Linked DNA regions of Hordeum vulgare: region 2 is linked to region 1. Evidence: chromatin contacts called from public Hi-C data. All regions are on one chromosome and are shown on one strand. Each heading gives the region's core, a stretch centred on a gene start, on an enhancer-like site or on the middle of the called end of the contact. The rest is flanking DNA. Distances are from core to core; before and after follow the strand shown. Region 1 has its middle 140 kb from the start of LOC123447893. Region 2 overlaps LOC123447893 (transcriptional corepressor SEUSS-like).

Region 1 (5,467 bases), core at 2,437-4,936:
TTTATGTATCATAGCATAATTCCATGCACCTAGCTATGTAATATACCAAAATATTCTATTGTAGGCATATAAAAAATAGATAAGAGGTAAAATTAATAATCGTTATACATCTAAATATATAAAATCTCAAATTTTAAATTGAGCAATTAAACATTTAAACTTATCCATATACTTGCTAACATACATCACATAATATACTACAAATAACAGCCAAAACCAACAGTTCCATCCATCCATCTACAAAATTGTAATTCATAATCTACTAATATATGAATGCTAGATTCTCAAGTAAGGTATGGGGGGGGGGGAAGATGGTAGTACCTTGCCTGCTGGTGACGCCATTTAGGAAGAGATTGGGGAGCATCCCATGGGAGAGGATGGGGATTGTCCAAGGGGGGTGGGGTCGAGGCAAGCGACCAGAATGGCGGAGCAACTAGATCTTCCAGGTGTAGTGTGGAGACTGGCACTGGTGAGAACACGACTAGCCACCAGCCAGGTTAGGAGGGGATGAAAGGAGCATGAGGAAGCGCGAGGAGGGCCAAACCCTAGGTAATAGTAGAAAGAGGGGGTGGGAGGCATTATGTGCCAAAATTTTGGGATTCGTTTGTCCACCAGTTAATAAACCACTAGTGATTAATCGGTCTGACAACTAATTAATCGGTATGACAACTCATTAGTCGGTCTAACTGGCCCATTAATCGGCATGACAAGTTAACACGACGAATAGGTGTTATTCGATTCGGTCACCCTAAGAGTAGCGATTAACTGGCAAGTTAACTGGTTAATCGGACGAATTCTTGAACAGTGTGTATACGTACCATGGTTGCTCATTCAACTCCAACCAACAATGCATGTTGTTGAATTTTTGCTTCTCCAACTTCTTCAATACCGTACACGCCTGAGAAGGAAACAAATAAAGCATTGTCAACAAAACTATGCACACATCCCACTAGTGATTAACATAACTGTGCACACATCCATCTAGTGATCAACAAAAATATGCACACGTCGACTAGTGATCAACAAAACTATGTAAATATGGCTAGTGACCAACAAAACTATGCACATCCGTCGGCATTTTCAACAAAACTGTGCAAACATCCGGCTAGTGATCAACAACACTAAGCACATGCGGTTAGTCATCAACAAAATATGCACATCTGGACACATTGTGAACAAAACCACATCGAGTTATTGATCAATGAAACTACGCACATCCGGCTAGTCATCAACAAAACTATGCACATCCAACAACATTGTCAACAAAACTATGCACACATCCGGCTAGTGATCAACTAAACTATGCACGTTCGACTACCAATCAATAAAACTATGCACACATCCGGCTATTAATCAGCAAGACTATGCACACATACCTCTAGTGCTCAACAATACTATGGATATCCATCCAATGAACTTACTTTGTCGGTGATTTGCGCACCACTAGACCACCGTTCGATGAGATGCACTAAGTGGTCGTTGTATTTCGAGATGGCTTCTTAGATGGTGTACCATCGATGGTTGGGGGACTTTGGTTCACGTTTGCGGATGAGCGCATCGGAGTTGGGTACGAAATGCTTGTGTTCATGGAACCATGTGTGAATGTTGGCCCAAAAAGTTGAGGCATTTTGCTCCGTGCCATGGATCGGACCGAGGCTAGTGAACTCTTCTTATTCGGATCACCGCTAAAATCATCCGGATCATTGTCCTCGCGGTCCTCCTCGTTCTCCTCCACCTCTTGTTGTTGTGTGCCCATGCGAGTGTGGGTGTAGGACTGTTGCATGCCAGTCTAGGTGTAGCCCTGTTACGTGGGGGTGTAGTTTCCAAATTGGGTGGGATTCGAGTCTTCCACCTGCCCGTCCTCATAATCACCTCGACCCTCGCCTCTGTCGTGGATGATGTCAAACATCTCCATGTTTGCGTCGCCGTACGCCTTCTCGCCTGCTTTAGGCATAGTAGCGAACAACGTGCACACACCATGTGCTCCTAACCCCAGTCCGTGCCGGACGAGCCACGACAACGAAGACTCCAAGAAGAGCAGTGGTGTCGTGTTTACGTCGATGATGCCAGGTACTTGCCCAATGGTGGTTGTTGTGGACTTCCTACCGAGCTACTGGGGGCCATGGCGGCATCTCGACGGAGGGCTTTACCATCAAGGCTCAACGACCCGGGCTGCGACCTCCACCACGTGTGTGACCAGCACACCCACCGCCACCGTTGCCATCAAAACACCCGCCGCCGACATTCCCCTTCTTAAGATTCCCCTCCTTTGTGCCCTTCGCTTTGACGCGGTGAATTTGTCGCGTCGTCGAGTTGATCTTCTAGACGAGGGTGATGTGGGGATCATTCTGCACCACCACCAGCACCTCCATCTCCGGAAGGTCCTTATTTGGTTCAATGTGTGTGTGGAGAGAGCGAGGAAGGAAGTGGGAGAAAAGTACGGGGATTGGGTGGAGAGCAGCGGGATGGAAGAAGACAGTGGGGGATTTCGGTGCGGAAACAATGAAGGTGCTACAAAAGCACATGCTCCGCCTTCTTTTTGGCTGGGCTAGTGTAAGAGATGTGTCTCTTTTGCGGACTCCTGTAAAGCCCTCTCCCCCGGGTTTGGTTTCAATTTGCGGGAGAAACGTGTTCCGGACTGCGGGACGAAACGATACAGGACCGTGTTGGATGACTTTCGAGATCTGGACCATGTGGTCCAAACACATGTAGGTGCTTTGGGAGTTGGTGGTGAAGATCTCATTAGGCAAACTTAGTCTCGGACCAAACAACCCCTATATCTTTTGAACGGAAAGTACAATCTGTATTTTGTTTGCATATTCGGTTCCTTGTGACAACGGATTTAAAATGAAACTAGTTTTGAATAAGTTTTAACAAGTTCTTAAATCTTCACGATGTTTCATCCATTAAAATATGTACTTCCTCTGTAAACTACTATAAGCATATTCGGTTCCTTGTGACAACGGATTTAAAATGAAACTACTTTTGAATAAGTTTTAACAAGTTCTTAAATCTTCACGATGTTTCATCCATTAGAACTTGTACTTTCTCTGTAATAAGAGTGTTTAGATCACTATTTTAATGATCTAAACGTTTCTATATTAGTGTACAGAACGAGTAGAAACGAATGGGTGCTAAAACTTAAACTGTGCTGAGAACTGTGGTGGGTCAAATCAGTTTGCGGACCGCCATGCAATGATGCGGTCAGGCGCAGCCGGGCAGATGCATGCATCTGTAAATTCGGCTTATGCTCTCATTGTATTTTTTTTTTCATAGAACCTATTCCTGTCGTTTTAAATAAGTATTTTAATTTTATATTAAATATCATACAAAGTTATATTAAACTTGAGACATTTATTTTAAAAAAGAGAGAGTACTACGTAATGAAGCTAGTCCTTGGAGTATCATATTTCCCTTGGATCCTGTCATGCAATGTGTCTTATCTGGGTTGTTTTGTGTTGCTAGATTCTTCTACAGTTTAATATATACAAGTTATGTTCTATCATTTTTTTATAGCCAAGGTGCACGCCCACTGGGAAAATGTCGATGTCCAACCGAAAAAGGCTATATACAGTTTTCTTATATACTGATATCTTTTGGAGATAAAGGAAAAGTTCTATTGCCTTTGGACCATAGAATCACAATCACACTGATTACACAAATATAAAGAAAGTCCCAATCATCATAAAAAGGAGGCTTAGCGTAGTTTATCCTCCATCTATTTGTTTATGAGTGTATTAGTTTTGGTGTACTTCATTAACAATAAATACCTTTTCTTGGTTAACACGTCTTTGAATCCTGCTATTAAGTACAAACTTACACACAATTCTGAAGTGTTTTGGCTCTCGGGTGCATTTGCACCCGCATGTAAACAATAAAATAGTGCAAAGTAGTAAACAAGATTTAAAAAATCCAATTTTTCTTGTGATGTGAGATGCTCATGTACGTAGAGTCCATGCAACATTTCGCGAAGTTTGGACATTTCAATATCTCTCAGCAAAAAGGATAAATTTGAGACATACGATAATACTTCGAAAACAGCACAGTTTGGAACTTATTTTTTTCTCTCAAGCTTCTTAAATGTCATTTAGCTGTGAAATTTTGCCCGCACCTGCCGCACCAAATCATTCTGCATAAAAAAACTCAGTTTTTTCTATTATTTACTGTTCACCGGATGCAGGAGCCCGGACACCGGATTGAATCTTAGCATAATTTGGTCTCTTTATGTGATGAGAAGCATCATCTTTCTTAGAGTTTATCTGAAGTACAACTTTAACAAAAGATAAAGTAGCCCTAACGCTCTTCCTAGATAATTCGAGGCACTCTCGATCAATCATGTATGTATGAATATGCTGTGGGCAGGAAGGAAAAGGAGAGAAAGTATTATATTATTATGTTTGTAATAAATAAAAAATTTAGCTTCCAACTGGTATTGTTGTGCCATCTGGTGCACGCAAGCCGTTCGGAAAGCTAGTGGTTACTAGCCAGTATTAAGAAATGTCACATCAGGTTAACTTATTGGTGGTAATGTGTGCAACTAATCACAACTACCCTATGATGGAAGCAAGGTTGATGTGGAATGTGATGGATGCTTCTGAACTACGGAATATGATGATTTGCAGCCTCATATATGTCACCTGCAAGATTCAGGCAGGTCTCCTATCGCCCAATCCAGCATCTTTTTTAGGTTAGTCACCAGGACCAGAAACTCTAATATAAATATGTAAATAATGATAACACTAGTGGAAACAACCCACTAAATTCCGTGTTTGCTATTTGTAGGCTACTTGAAAATGCAACTTCCCTTGATTCAAAAGTGCTCATAGGAATGTGGTGTGCGTGCGTATGTTCATAAGGATGAGTATATGTACGTGTATATAAGAGCTTGCATTTGTACTGTGTTAAAAAAAACTTTACATGGTTGATTCGGGAGAGAAGAAGATGGTGAGGCACAGCCCGAGGCAAAGACGGGGAGTTGCGGATGGTTGCGGTGTCTCCGGCCACACCAACCCGAGAGCGACCCAGAGCCAAGGATAACGCGGTCGGCCACAGTGTCGCGGGTGGAGGTCAAATTCACTGTTTTGACCTTTTTAGTAACGTTAAGCTGGATGTGACCCCGGTGGGATTATTTTTTTCGAATCTGACCCTTTTACCTACCGCCACACCCTGCGGAGGCAGGTTTACCCAGGCTACAGCCCGAGCACTCGACGGTAGCTCACTTAACCACGTCAACGTGTAACTGACGATCGTTGTTACGGCCCTACCGCCACATAGGCTGGCTGTAGGACGTGATAACCCACCACCGCAGTGTCTGGCGGTAGGGTCTGAAACATTATAAGGCTGAACCGCCGGTTCGCCCTCCCCATCTCCTCCCCACCCCACCCCGCGGCAGCCTCAAGAACCGAGAGGGGGAACCTCTCTTGTCTCCTCCACTCTCTCCCTCGGATCTCTTCCGTTTCTTCACCAT
Region 2 (5,362 bases), core at 2,238-4,737, 130 kb after region 1:
GTGTGATGTCCTCTGCCCCATCCGTGCAAATTGGGCACTATGGTGAAACTTTAATATGTCGATGAGAAAGTACACCCATTCCTCGGATCACCCCTCGTAGCGCATGCCACGCGTATATTTTAGTTTTTCTTAGAACTCGTAACTTCCACGCGATTGCCCACACTAGATTTATAGTCGAAGAACCATCTATACTCGGCATACGAGGGCCAAATTGGTGTTCCCACTCGGTATAGTATGTTGAACAGACCGAAAAGGTAAAGGACATTGTTTTATGCCTTGCCAGAAAGTCCTCATTCAGGTGCTCGGATAGGGGAATTTTCAAAATTCTTTGTGCATCCACGAGTAGGAAAATGTTTCTGATTAGAAGTTCATCCCATGACCCCGAAAGTGGATCAATTAACTCACCAACTGTTCTCAGTAAGATGCCCCCTTTTGCATGTATACCGTTCTTGTGGGGCTGATAGGTATCTAGTGATCCTTCCAAATATTTATTGTTTATCCTGTCCCCACTCTCCAAAAATATCCCCTCCTGGAAGGTTGCAACCCAGCCATGATACTTTGCCAAGTAAAAGAAGATCCTTTCTTTGGGCCAGCTTTGAGTAAATTACCATCTGGAAAATACTTTGCTCGTAACACCTAAGCACAAAGTGTATTGGGGTGTGTTATCATCCTCCACCTCTGCTTGGCTAGATTAAAAGCATGTAGATCTCAAAAGCCCATGCTTCCTTTCTCCTTTGGAAGGCACATGCGCCACCACGCTAGCCAATGCATTTTGTTCTCTTCCCACGTATCACCCCACCAGAATCCTGCTATTGCATCCATAATTTCTTTACACAATTTCTTTGGGATATTAAAAACATCCATATCAAAAACAAGAATAGAATGGATCACTGCCTTCAGTAGGATCTCTTTGCCTCCCATGGACAAGATTTTCTCCTTCCAACCCTTCAACATTGTAATGATTCTTTTAACAAGGTGGGTGGAACTATCACTTCTATCTAGGCCCACCATAGAAGGAAGACCAAGATATGTATCTCAGACTGCTCCAGTCATGATATTTAATTATGCACACATGTCAGCCTTCACATCTACATTTACATTTGGACTCAAACAAATACTACTCTTTCCAACACTCACCAATTGTCCTGAGCTAGCACAGTATTCATCCAATACTTGACTTAACGAGGTTGCATTAGACATATTAACCTTCATAAGGATCGAGGAATCATCAACTAAAAGTAGATGTGATACTAATGGTGCATTTCTGCACACTCGGATATCTTCAATGCCACGAACCTCCTCTTAATGAGCCAAGGTACTATATAAGCCTTACGCACACAATAGAAACAAATATGGTGATAAGGGATCCCCTTGACGGAGCCCCCTAGTCAGAATAGATCCTTGAGTCTCTTGATCATTAAACCGAACCTTGTATTTTATAGAGGTCACACATGCCATTAGGAGTTGCACAATTTCTTCATGAAAACCCAACTTCAACATCATATTCTCCATAAACTTTCACTCTACATGAGCATACGCTTTATGCATGTCCAATTTAACCGCACAATATCCCACCTTCCCCTTCTTTTTGTTCTTAACTATGTGCAAACATTCATACTCCAAAACAATATTATTTGTAATGAGGCACCCAGGGACAAATGCACTTTGCACGGGCGAAATAAAATCATCAAGGCAAGATTTAATGCGGAGCACGATCATTTTGGAGATCACCTTATAGAGCACATTACATACGCTAATAGGCCTATACTGCAAAATTCTCTCTGGTTCATCTACCTTCGGAATCAGAACTATGACTATGTCACTCCACCCCTCGGGCTGATTTTATTATATATCGCATTAATAACTTCCGCAGATAAAACATCCCCTAAAATGTGCCAACATTTTATAAAGAAAATGGCGTGGAGACCGTCAGTACCTGGGGATTTAAGATCACCAATGGAAAACAAAGCCTTCTTCGCATCCTCGACAGTATACGGCTTCATAAACCCCTGATTCATCTCCATTGTCGCACGAGGTACCACCTTATTTAACAGCACCGGATCAGGCTCATCAATCTCTGAAGAAAACAGCTCGGTGAAGTAACCAGAGATATGCGGATCCAAGTAGGATGTTCCCTCTAGCATAGCTCCTTTCTCATTCAGCAATTGTTTTATGTGTTTCTCTTCTTTATTGCTGAAGAAAAATGTTAAAAATATTGGGTGTTCTTGTCCCCAAACTTTAACCTATCCAAACCGCAACTTTGACCCCAATGGATCTCTTCTAGCTGAAGTAGTTTCTTGATTTCCTTAGTTAACTCCCTCTGGCTAATAACATTCTCCCGTAACAATTCAGCTCTAGCCAACTGTTTCAACTCATTTTGGACTCTGCTCATATGTCTTGAACTCTTCTTGAGGACCGTCCTATCCCACTTGTGCAAATGTTCATGCACTTTTGCTAGCCGAGATGTGAGATCACTTACTCATCCACGATTCGACGCCAACCACGCCTCATGTACCACTTCACGGAACTTGGGCTCCCGAAGCCAACTAGCCTCAAATCTCAACATCGTTGGCCCGTTATTTTCATTGATCTCTTCCTCTATCAGACTCGTAAGCAAGGGTCTTCGGTCCGATTTGTAGTAATCCAAGTGCTCGAGAGTTGCACTCGGAAATCGCATGCTCCATGCTTTATTTGTTAGGGTTTGGTCCAACCTTTCTCTAATAAGGCCTCTATGCCATGTGAACTTATCTCCTTTATAACCATGGTCAACCAAATTACACTCTTCCAAAGTATCTCTGGAAGACTGCATGGAATGAGTCGGCATGTCATTCACGCCCTCATTATAACCAACCATGGAACACTACAAACCCCATTCAGATCTTTCATGCCCTTCCATGTAAGATGTTTATCCTTCCACTTCGGCTCGCCACTACATACCAATAAATCTCCAAAGGTTATCTTGCCCTTTTCCCACAAAGACATCGATGAAGTTGACAATTTTATCTCTGAGTGACAAAGCTATCTCCTTTTTCAATACAAAATTAGGCCACCAGAACGCCCGTCGCTATGAAAAACTAATTTATGATCCATCTTGAGTCTTCTGTGCATACACTCCGCAGGATAATCATCAAGATGTGTTTTCATCAAAAACATAATATCCGTGCTCCTTCGCTTTTGTACTGCCACAAGTGCTCGTATTGCCACAGCTTACTGCAAACCGCGGCAATTCCAACTTAAGATTTTCATGGTGACACGATTTAGCCTCCAATGAAGACGGCGTGCACCTAGTGATCGGTGACGAACCAAACTCTAGTTGACGTAGCCACCGAAGGACAGCAGATCCCAGCTTTTTTAATGGTGATTTGACGTTAGTGGTGATTTGACGGAAGAACTGTGAGTCAACGAAGCTGCCGGGGGACATCAAACCCTAGCTTTCTTTGCTAGGGGACTAAAACCTGCGGAGGGAGCACCTCGTCAGTACATGAAGCAAGGCTCACGAGAATGACAAAGGGCCAGCAGCGGCGACGCACCAGCCCTAAAGCGCGAGGAAGACTGCCTCCAAGAAAAACGGCATAATCCAAGAAATTAGAGACTTCAACACACACGGGTATCCCTTTCTGTATCTAAAAATATTTGTAGTTAGAGAAAACTAGCCTGGTTCTTTCCAACTATAAGTATATTTACATACAGAGAAAGTATCTTAACACATGACGTGACACTGAGAAGAATTCAACCCTTCCATAATAATGATCTCTATTTTTCTACAGACAACATACAAATTTAGGGTGGGTTATGACCAACCTATGGCCCACAAGTCAATTTGTCAGAAGAAAAAATGCCCAACAATTCAGAAAAATCTTACTTATGCGCCCATGCAGTCAAACACGGCAGACAATATTCAGAAATTACTAAAGAACCACGCTAGGTGTTTAGCGAGCTGCCTGATGCCATATAACAAATTAAAATGGTAGAACCTACTTATTTCAACAACATATCACTGACAGAAACATTTAGGATAGAAGAATGCACCTTTTACCAGACAGAAACATTCTTGATACTTTTTCCACTAGTCAATATGACAGCTTATACAGAGTACAGTAAGGCTACAAAGAGAGAATTCTCAGGCGAAGATATCAGCACATATGATTGCTACAGCAAGGGCGGTGATAAATTACAGTTCGGATGTCATCCGTTAAGGAAAAAAAAGGAGGGAAAACTTCTTTTCCGGGTGAGAAATAACACCAAACACTGACACCGACCATGCCCAGTGCAGGCAGATTCTAATCTTTTAACTCTATCTTTCGGTAAGATAACCGAGGAAGGTAGCCCAGTACCATAGTTGCATAATACACAGGGCAGATGCGACATACAGCCGCGAGCTCAGATGCTTGCCATCGCCTATGATTCCTTTCCATGGCACCCTTGGTGCAAAGGCCCCAATGCTTTGACACGAGGGGTCATGGCAAGCAATTGACGCTCTCCATAAGCAATGAGCCCATTGAGGGCAGCTGCATCATCATCATATTGAACTTGTATTTTCAGGTCAATCTTATTGAGAGGGTTTCCAGTCATACTGGATATTATTGAAGCTATTTGCGGCTCTAAGTCCACCCAGCAGCTGATTTCCTATGTCATGCTGTTGCTGGTGCTGCTGGTGCTGCTGGTGTTGCTGCTGCTGCTGCTGCTGGCCCAACTGTGATAGGTCATGTGCACTGTGATGCATCCCCATCCTGCCATTCATTGCCATTGCATTGCCATTCATTGTCATTGCATTGTTTGCCATTGCCATTCTCAGACTAGCTGCACTATTTGATCCAAATCCACCCATGGCCCCAAATCCCATTCCTCCCACTCCTGAGTGATTTGAGACCGCATTACCAACTAAGCAGTTAACCCCATTAATACCAGGAGCAAGTCCGTTTGGTCTCTTCATGTCATTTGCTCCATGGCCAACACCATTCATTTGTGATGACATCATCTCTTGCAAGATTCTCTGTACCGAGCTTTGGGAATCACTTGGCTCAGGTTCCTGAGCCCGAGTTGCAGGTGGCTGCATTGGAGTCAAGTTTGATGATGATACTGCTGGCGAACTGAGTTGGTTTGTGTTCTGAGGGGCAGGCATCATGTTGTTATTGGACGATGTGGGCACCTGGGAAGAGAAAGAGGGAGACGGATTTGACTGCAATGAATTTGTAGAGTTCACCTTGGGAATCACACCATCATCCCCATTGTTATACAGACCATTTACGTTGCTCATTGAATGATCTTGTCTAGAAGAATTCACTGAACCTTGGAGGAGCCCAACAACAGATGGCGAGGGTGCAGATGTAGAGGGTGCACATGTCAAAGAATTATTTGATGT

What was found. A called contact is a pair of places that touch in the nucleus more often than the background predicts.
Region 2: a contact with region 1 is called in a Hi-C map of leaf, with 6 times the contacts expected there. The contact joins two enhancer-like sites. A contact is called at or near these places in 2 of 6 Hi-C or Micro-C datasets (leaf and seedling).

What each region holds. Positions count from the first base shown.
Region 1 is chr4H:65,467,940-65,473,406 of MorexV3_pseudomolecules_assembly, forward strand. No RefSeq gene overlaps it. Among protein-coding and RNA genes, the nearest start is that of LOC123447893, 140 kb to the right of the region's middle. Within about 2 kb of position 3,687, at least 1 of the 3 cell types and tissues checked has open chromatin away from gene starts, as enhancers often do. A contact at or near this core is called in leaf, where this site is marked.
Region 2 is chr4H:65,595,329-65,600,690 of MorexV3_pseudomolecules_assembly, forward strand. LOC123447893 (transcriptional corepressor SEUSS-like) reads right to left here. Exons shown (of 10, transcript XM_045124609.1): 10 at 4,031-5,362. The coding sequence ends at 4,550. Among protein-coding and RNA genes, the nearest start is that of LOC123447893, 12 kb to the right of the region's middle. Within about 2 kb of position 3,488, at least 1 of the 3 cell types and tissues checked has open chromatin away from gene starts, as enhancers often do. A contact at or near this core is called in leaf, where this site is marked.